Regions from separate parts of the Mus musculus genome. Here region 1 is linked to region 2. Evidence: chromatin contacts called from public Micro-C data. All regions are on one chromosome and are shown on one strand. The core of a region is the stretch at or near the end of the contact, and the rest is flanking DNA. Distances in the headings are between cores, read along the strand shown. Region 1 has its middle 94 kb from the start of Trim52. Region 2 has its middle 16 kb from the start of 4930449E01Rik.

What was found. A called contact is a pair of places that touch in the nucleus more often than the background predicts.
Region 1: a contact with region 2 is called in a Micro-C map of muscle stem cells, with 4 times the contacts expected there. The contact joins two enhancer-like sites. A contact is called at or near these places in 1 of 39 promoter capture datasets (hippocampal neurons) and 1 of 484 Hi-C or Micro-C datasets (muscle stem cells).

Annotation. Positions count from the first base shown.
Region 1 is chr14:106,010,399-106,014,746 of GRCm38.p6, reverse strand. No RefSeq gene overlaps it. Among named protein-coding and RNA genes, the nearest start is that of Trim52, 94 kb to the left of the region's middle. Within about 2 kb of position 2,481, at least 73 of the 459 cell types and tissues checked have an H3K27ac peak or open chromatin away from gene starts, as enhancers often do. A contact at or near this core is called in muscle stem cells, where this site is marked.
Region 2 is chr14:105,480,580-105,484,955 of GRCm38.p6, reverse strand. No RefSeq gene overlaps it. Among named protein-coding and RNA genes, the nearest start is that of 4930449E01Rik, 16 kb to the left of the region's middle. RefSeq lists an enhancer at 1-2,783. Within about 2 kb of position 1,450, at least 184 of the 459 cell types and tissues checked have an H3K27ac peak or open chromatin away from gene starts, as enhancers often do. A contact at or near this core is called in muscle stem cells, where this site is marked.

The DNA of each region.
Region 1 (4,348 bases), core at 1,232-3,731, 530 kb before region 2:
CTGGGAATCTGAGAGCTGAAACCGGCATGAATAGAGCCTGATCCCTACCTGTCCTGCTCTGGAACACTATGACCAAAGCACCCCACTGAGAGGTCCACAGGCTGTCAGTCACATTAAGTAGCACCTAGAGTCCTTTCCCATGCAAATAGAGCATCATTAACATCTCAAACTCAGCCAATAGGAAGCACCTACCCCCTAAATCCCACCCCACCCCACCCCTCAATGTTTATATAGTCCATGTCTGCATAGCATAAACCACGCAAATTATTTGACAGGAGGATCATCCGAGAGTGGCAGTCTTTACTGAGCTTTAATACTTGGGGAAGAGCTCTCCTGAAGCATTCATCGCTGGATCTTCCGCCCACCTGGCTGGCCAGGCTCCTGCTGTTGCTGCCTCCATTGCCTCTGCAGATGCCGGTACCTGACAAGAGACCGGAACTCCAGAGGCATGCCACCATGGCCATTAAGCCATCCAGATCAAAACCCCATGGAAGCTGGACGTGGTGGCTCACGTCTTTAATCCCAGCACTCGGGAGGCAGAAGTAGGTGGATTTCTGAGTTCGAGGCCAGCCTGGGCTACAAAGTGAGTTCCAGGTCAGCCAGGGCTACACAGAGAAACCCTGTCTCAAAAAAAAAAAAAAAAAAAAAAACCATGGAATCTATTTTTCCCAGACTCCACGCTTTGCCTTCCTCGGTCAGGTTTTGTGTAGAGGTTTTGGGCACCCCAGAAGGCAGAGGGCAAAGGGCAGACACACATAGGAGAGAAGCAACAGGGAGTGGTTGAGTGTTTAATTCAAGAAAGTAACTCCATAGTTAACTACATTTAAACACAGAAGCCTTTGCTAGGAAAAGGAGGTTTGTTGTAGTGAGAAGTTTCACTTGTTTATTTTAACTTAGACAAAACTGGGTAGTTGACTCTAAAATGTGTCTGAAACCATGGATCTATTTATGCCTATCTTCCCTTCCCCGGGGCTGTAAATCGTCTTCCCAATGGCATCTCTCTTAGAGCAGCTCCACAGACCTGGACAATTCTCTAAAGCGAAGTCCACTTCTACCTCCATTCTGTCTGGGAGAAAGCAAATCTTCATCAAATCAATGCAGACATGGTAGTCCTGAACCTTCCAGGTAGACTCTACCATCAGTAGTCATTTGGGATGGATCACGATGCTCCCTTCTGGAACTCTCTTTCCTTCCTTACTACAGTGATTTGCGCTCTCTCTCTCTCTCATTCGTTCCCTCTCTCCAGAAAAAAATAACATAGTAGGGACTGAGAGATGTGTGAATGGTTAAGAACACTTGTTCTTATTGAAGAGGACACAGATTCTATCCCTAGGACCCACACAGTGATTCACAACCATCTGTAAGTGCAGCTCCGGGGTCCAATGCCCTCTTCTGACCTCTGTGTTCACCAAAAATGCAAGTGGTGCACGAACACACATGCAAGCAAAACACTCATATATACAACAAAAACACTCATATATACAGTAACCCTAATCTCTGGCTCTACCATGGAGTATAGTTGGTTTTAGTTGAGAGAAAAGAATATGGTATGATCTTCATGGGGTAAAGTTCAGCCTTTACCTCCAGAATTAGGAAGCAAACAAACTGAAGTTTCTAATTTCGTACATTAGAATTTTGTACATTAGTTAATGTAATTTTAAAGGTGGCTCTGTCTTTAAGAGAAGAAAGAGAGGGAGGGAAGGGGAGGGGAGGGGAGGGGAGGGGAGGGAAGGGAAGGGAAGGGAAGGGAAGGGAAGGGAAGGGAAGGGAAGGGAAGGGAAGGGAAGGGAAGGGAAGGGAAGGGAAGGGAAGGGAAGGGAAGGGAGCAAAGAGAGTCTGCAGATGTAGCTGAGCCAGTCTAGCTCTTCCCTAGAATGTACAAAGCACTGAGTTCTAGCCACCACATAAAATAGGTTGATTCACACCTATAGTCTCAGCACTTGGGAGATAGAGGCAGGAAGACCAGAAAGTCACTCTTGGCTACATGGTGGGACTGAGACTAGCCTGAGCTGCATGAAACTTTGTCTCAATCAATCAACCAATAAACAATCAATCAATTAATAAATGGGATGAAGAAGAAAATAGATAACTTTTAGGACAATCAAGACATTACATCAAAATTCATCATCCTACTAAATTCCATGGGAAGTGACATTTGTCACTGTGAGAAAAACAGATGGTGAAAGAAGAAACCTTGAGAACTAAAACTGAGAATGAAATGCCAGTGACATTGTGTGTCCCTCTAATGCCCTCCTATATGCAGTTGTAGCCTCCAAAGCAACTCATTTCTTTCTTATACACATACTTCCTAGCCAAAAGTCATTCCATAGTGCTTTTAAAGTAAGATGTGTGTGGAGTTGGGGCGGGGGTGTTCTTATGAGGATGAGTGTGTGCTTGTGAGTGGGGTGAGAATGGGAACAGTGGGGGTCATTCAAACTATGAGACAGGCAACACTGACCCAGGACACTTTGCCAGCAGTGGTGATTCATCTTCCGCTCAGGCACAAGGACGCCAAGACCTCTGTGTTTTGCTCTCCGTTCACATTTGTGCTCTTTAAACCAGTGAGTCACACATTGGAAATATGTATGAAGTAAGCAAGAATATGTCACCGAGTTATTTCTGGTGGTTCAATACACACATCCAAGGACATCACGTGTCTGAAAGGCAAATTTTTAAATGTGAGGGGTTTATACATAGCAGACACAGTTGTTTTCTTTCTGTAAAGGAAAAAAAAATCTGATGTAAGAAGAAATGGATCCTGGTAAAACGATTAAGTTTAGGGGAAAGGGATAAAATATTTCTTCCTGCTCTCAATTGGACAGTTTTCTTCAGAGGAAATTACATACATTCTTGGTCACTGGAATTAGCATAGAACTATTCTTGCTGAACTTTAGTGTTAAGAAACAAATGGTATTCAGTCTCTTGTTCAGCTAGCCCAGCTTTGTGGCAAATATGAGCTTTGTACCTAGATGCAAACAAAATCCTTCCTTTTTAAAATTGTATTATTGTTTGGAGGCAGGGTCTTGCTGTGCAGCACAGGCTGGCCTTGAGTTCATGGTTATCCTTCTGTCTCAGCCTCCCCGGAGCTGGAATTAAAAAGTGTGAGCCACCACACTCTGAAAACTCTTCATGCCTTCTTAACACCACCCTAGTGACCTAAGAAATTAGAGAATGCAATAGTTGTGGGGAAACTATTTCCTTGAGAAAGTTTAAACCCATAACAAGCCAAATAATTCTTAGTCTGATAATTACCATGAGAAGACTGGTCACTCACAATCACTTAATTGTCTGTCCAGCTTTCACCAGTTGGACATTTGTGTGTAAGTGTCTTGTACACTAAAGAAGTGGCAGGGCACACAGTTAACCCCATCCACACTGACTGACTGAAGCATGACAGCATGTAGCAAACGGTAAATAATATCTATTACAACGCAGGGCATGGAGTTCATCAGAGGCAGAGTCATTCTTGTCTGAGGTGACAGGGAAGATTTGAAGTTCAGATGATACCAAGAAGTGGCAGGACAAGAAGGCAGTGGCAAAAATCATTCGAGCGAAGGGACCATGGTTGCAAGGAGTAGGGCTGGAAGGAGAACAGGGTTTCTGGGAAGCTGGCCAAGAAGCACAATTGGAGCACTGAGAATGAGAGAAAAGCATAGCAGATGTGGATCTGTAGAGAAGCCATCCTGGATAATATGGGTCTTCTCCAATTATTATTAAATTAAAATATTATTTAATCACTGTGAGCCAGAGCAAGGCGTAATCGGATAGATGTTTTTAACAAAAACTCTTATGGTGTTGTGTAACAGTTTCTTTCCAGATTTAAACGGTCCACCCTGCAGGAAGCTCCTTAAGCAGGAAGGTTAAACAACTCAGAAGAGCTTCAGGAAGTTCCTGAAACTGACCAGAATCACTAGGCCCCTCCCTGCCAGAGTCGTAAAAACCGAGTCCTTCTCAGATGCAAGGAAGCAAACGCCAAGGAAGGAGAGAAAGCAAGCGATCTGACCCAGACGGGGTCTAGATTAGCTGAGGCACCTGGAAAGACCACCCTTCAGTCTGTTTAGCTACCAGCAGACTGTACAGCTTTGTCCAGGTTCTCAGCTTTGTGAGATGGGTTTTTCTGGGATGAGGTTTGGTAAATCAGTTGCCTTTGAGGCACTTCTCCTCCTGTAGGTAACCCCTCACTCATATTCTTATAAGTGAGGGGTTATAACCCCAATCAAACTCACTGACTCACCAAGTTGAAGATTGGTGGTATCTGTAGTTTTGTCTGCTGTGAACTCCTATCTGGGTGAGTGGCTGTGTGTGTTCTGTCTCCCCAGGAAAAGTATTGTCATACCACATACAGAAA
Region 2 (4,376 bases), core at 201-2,700:
GGAACACATTTCTATCTTTGCTGTATTGTCAGGAACATGAACATCCATACTAGCTGCTGCTGTCTTCTCTGCCCCTGGAGCACAGAAGTGAAAGACAGAATGGAGGAAAGCCCAGCTGGGGAACTCGCCGCTCTCAACTGCTCCTTTTCTGACCCTCCCCAATAACTGAAGACAGGATAATTTTAAACACAGAAAACGCTTCCTAATTACTTAACTCTACTAGACAGAACCATAGACAATGTAGCAATATGAATAATGTAGGAGAGGTTTTTATTTTTGATGACTGATAGGCAAATGTTCACAAATCTAAATTACTAAAAAGAATTAAGCTAATGACATACTACAAAGTAATAATCACCAATTGTCTATTGTACTGAAGGTGACAGGAAAATAATTCACTACTCTGCACACAGTCACCTAATGTCTCTTGGAGCTCACTGAATTCATCTTTTTTTTTTTTAATTAGCATCCTTTCTTCCTCTATTGGGGAGTTATCTCTTTTATCATGGCTTTAAAGGGGTCAGTTTTGAACATGAATGTAACACAGCTCCTGTGAGGTAGGAACTGGCTGCTGAGTCACCTGGCCACCAGAGCACCTTGAAAACGAACTTACAGGTTTGAAAAATTCCTGCCCCAGGTTTTACACAAGATAGTCTGTAATTCGAGATTCCCCCAATGACTGCACAAACACATTTAGTACATTCAGAAACATACCACTGAGAGATACTACTGAGAAGGCCACCACTCAGGGAGTAAGAAATAAATGTTACTTAAATTTGTATTTAAAATCACTATAACCAATAATACGATATCCCACAGAATTGTTGGAGCTAAGTTTATACAACTGGAACAATACTTCTATTCTTAACATATTCTACTTAAACCATCCTAGCTTGAAGCCTAAACCAGAAACGATTACAGCAATCTCACATATTTATAAGATAATTTCACGGATTGGCTTGTTTTTGAAAAAATAATGGGGTAGCGTGATAACTGTATGAGAATCCAGGCACATAGGTTTTTCCTTATACACGTGATAGCCAAGAGAATGGAATGTGTGCGTCAAGCCTGACACTCTCATGAGTATTCTGTCCATAAACAACAGCTTACATTGTTTGGAGAACAAGAAGATTTTTTTTGAAACACGGGGCTAGGCATAAGAACATTGTAAGTCAAAATAAAAAATCCATCCTGAGTTGTCAAAAAGCCCAGAGTCTGATACACGCCGATGGCAACATTTACAGCCCATGCATGAGTAAATAGACTCGCCAATTCACATCCACAGGCACGCACCGATACCCCAGACCAACGTGGGCACAGGCGGCCCTTTATGTCTACCCGGACTTGGCTTTTGCAGCTGCCCGTTTTCTCAGTGTTGTCTCCGGGGCAGTTTCCTGTTGCCATAGCTGATGGCCTGCCCACGCCTGCCTGGGCCTTTCAAGTGTCAACACTCCCAGGCCTGCTGCAGTGGTCAAATGCTTGTTAATGAGATATAGCAGCTGGGTAGGGGTGAACCGCTGAGAGGGATAAAGGAAGACCGCTGGTGCAGGAAGCGATGCCTTTTGAATCTTTTCAGCAGGGTGAAAGCTTTCAAATCAAAGCGGGTATGTTGTATTCATTAATAAACCCGAGTTCCCATGCAGTCACATTAAAGCCAGCAGTTTAACTTTGAGCCAGACAGGTGAATTTCCCCCTCGATTTTACCCCGAAAGACAATAAAGACGAAAACAAGGCTTTAGCGTGGGACAAAGGCGCACTTCCTCATCTGCGGGGCTGACCAGACTGCTGAACCAAACAAGGGGCTACTTGCTTTCTTTTTCAATTTATCCCTTTGTCCGTGTATTTGTGTGCGCGCGCGTGCACGCCCGTGTGCATGTTGCAAAGCTCATAGCAACCACTCTTGGTTCTCGGGTTCAGCATTTTGCACACACACACACACACACACACACACACACACACACACACACACACCTTTTAAAACCTATCAAAAACAGAATTAACAACTTAACAACTACTTGTGAGGGAAAAAACTACACGGGCATGAATATGGGGTCATATGGCTACTGGCTCAGATGAAACCTAGCTGTGCATCCCCACCCATCTACCCCCACCTCAACCTATTACTGGGACAGTTTCTCCAGGAAGCTGTGGGAGGTGACAGCATCATGAGACAGTGCTAACAGCTGGGAGAAGTCAGGAGAAGAAGAAAGAAAGAAAGAGAGAGAGAGAGAGAGAGAGAGAGAGAGAGAGAGAGAGAGAGAAAGAAAGAAAGAAAGAAAGAAAGAAAGAAAGAAAGAAAGAAAGAAAGAAAGAAAGAAAGAAAGAAAGAAAGAAAGAAGAGACATCTACAGCTTAACTGACAGGGTTACCTTTAAATTCCTTTGCTAGGAAATTGGGCCCAGAGGCAGTTTTACTAGGTTAATAAACAGTATCAGAGATGAATTATCTATTTTTGGGATTGGCTGGAAAATCCAGTATCAATGATGTGATTTTAGAAGCAGGGATGTGTATATTAGACCAAACACATACATTATTTCTCTGTTACCATTTTTCTTCACAATCTTATTGATAAACTAATTGGTAAGGCTTATCTAATACTGTAAATAAAAGATCATACCTATATATTATCCTAATTATCCCAATTTGCAACTGCAAGCAATTAAGAAATTAAGAGAAGAGGCATTCTTTAAAGCTCTCCAGTTTTTAAATTTTCATAAATTATTTTAAGTGTTGATTCTTAAGAGGTCTTCCTAATCTAATATAGGAAGAAAGTGGAAATGCCATTTATTGGGTACTATAATGTATCAGACATCAAACTAGATTCTTTAACACGAATACATACCCATATATAAATTTATATAAATATAAAATATACATAAACACATGCGTATGTAGATAGATAGATAGATAGATAGATAGATAGATAGATAGATAGATAGATGTATATATCTATAACAGGCTCTCAAGGAGAGGGAGATGGCTCAGTGGGTAATGAATGTGCTTGCCTCTCAAACAAGAGAATCTGAGTTTAGGACCCATGTAAAAGAAGCTGAGTGTAGTGATACATGCTTGCAATCCAAGCTGTAGGGAGGCACAGCTCACTGGTCAGCTAGTTTGGCCTACACAGTGAAGGCACAGGACACTGAGAGAACTTTTCTCAAGGGGAAAAAAAATGAAAGGCATTTGAGTGGCACCCAAGGATATCTACTTATCTCTACCAGTGCAAGCACGCATGCATGCACGCACGTACCAGCAGACAGACATACCTGAATCCCTTAACACACACACACAAGCACATAGACATGAAAACCACACAGACCTGCACCAGCATTCATAATGCTGTGACGTCTTTACTGATCAAGACCCTCCGTTGTGGAGAGCTCACATCAACTCCCCAAGGCTGTAAATGACAATCAAATTTCACAAGCACATTTGCCTTCTTCTGTTTTATGTTTTGCCTTTTGGTTCTCTGGCTGGACTGTTTTTGGCTATCACCCCTACCTACTGGTAAGGTCGGACAAAGAGAAGGAACCCCTTCACCATGTCCGAATTCGGTGTTGTCCACAAGTGTATCTGTGAGGGTAGTAGGTTGAGTGCATATTTGGGGGAGGGTAGTGCACGATTAAATAAATCATCAGAAAAATCTAAAAAAAAAAAAAAAAAAAAAAAGGAGCTGCCTGGTTTCCATGAAGCCTTCATTTCTTTTAAATTTAACAAAGATGTTTCTGTGAGGTATGTTTGTTTACATTCCGGAATTTAAGCAGTTCCCTGGGGTTAAGTACCTTTAAAGCTCCCAGGATGAGATTAGGACAAGGAATCCGAAGGGGAAGAGGCTAGTCTGGGAAAGTCCTTGATGAGAATCTGCAGCTTCTCCCTGCTCTTCATTCGGACCCAGCTTCTCTTCATAGCCACACTGGCGTCTATGTGCCTGCCTTAGGAACACGCACCCAGATACTTTCATACGGGTCTCCACCAGTTCTTTCCTCCTGCTCAGGGTCGGCCTGTATTCCACTGCCTTTGAATTTACTGGAGTCTAGTTGTTCCCTAGGAGAGCAAAACCCCAAGCATGCACAACCATCGAAGTACCTGTGTAAAACAAGAACCCTTGCTCCCTAAAGCGCACGTGCACGGAACGCAAGCTTGGCATTTGGGTCACTCCTGTTTCGTTCTTCCCTTTCTGCCACCCTCATATTGTCTCCTCTTTATGCCATGTTTTCTCGTTTATTGACTTTTTTTTTCATAAAAAAATATTTCAAGTGACAAGTAAGTAGCCCCTTCTCAAATACAACCTGCAACAACATGCCTGGATTACATTAGAGAATGCCTGAGGGTATCCCTAAAACCAGTGTGTGAACAGTCGACCTGACAGCAGCTAG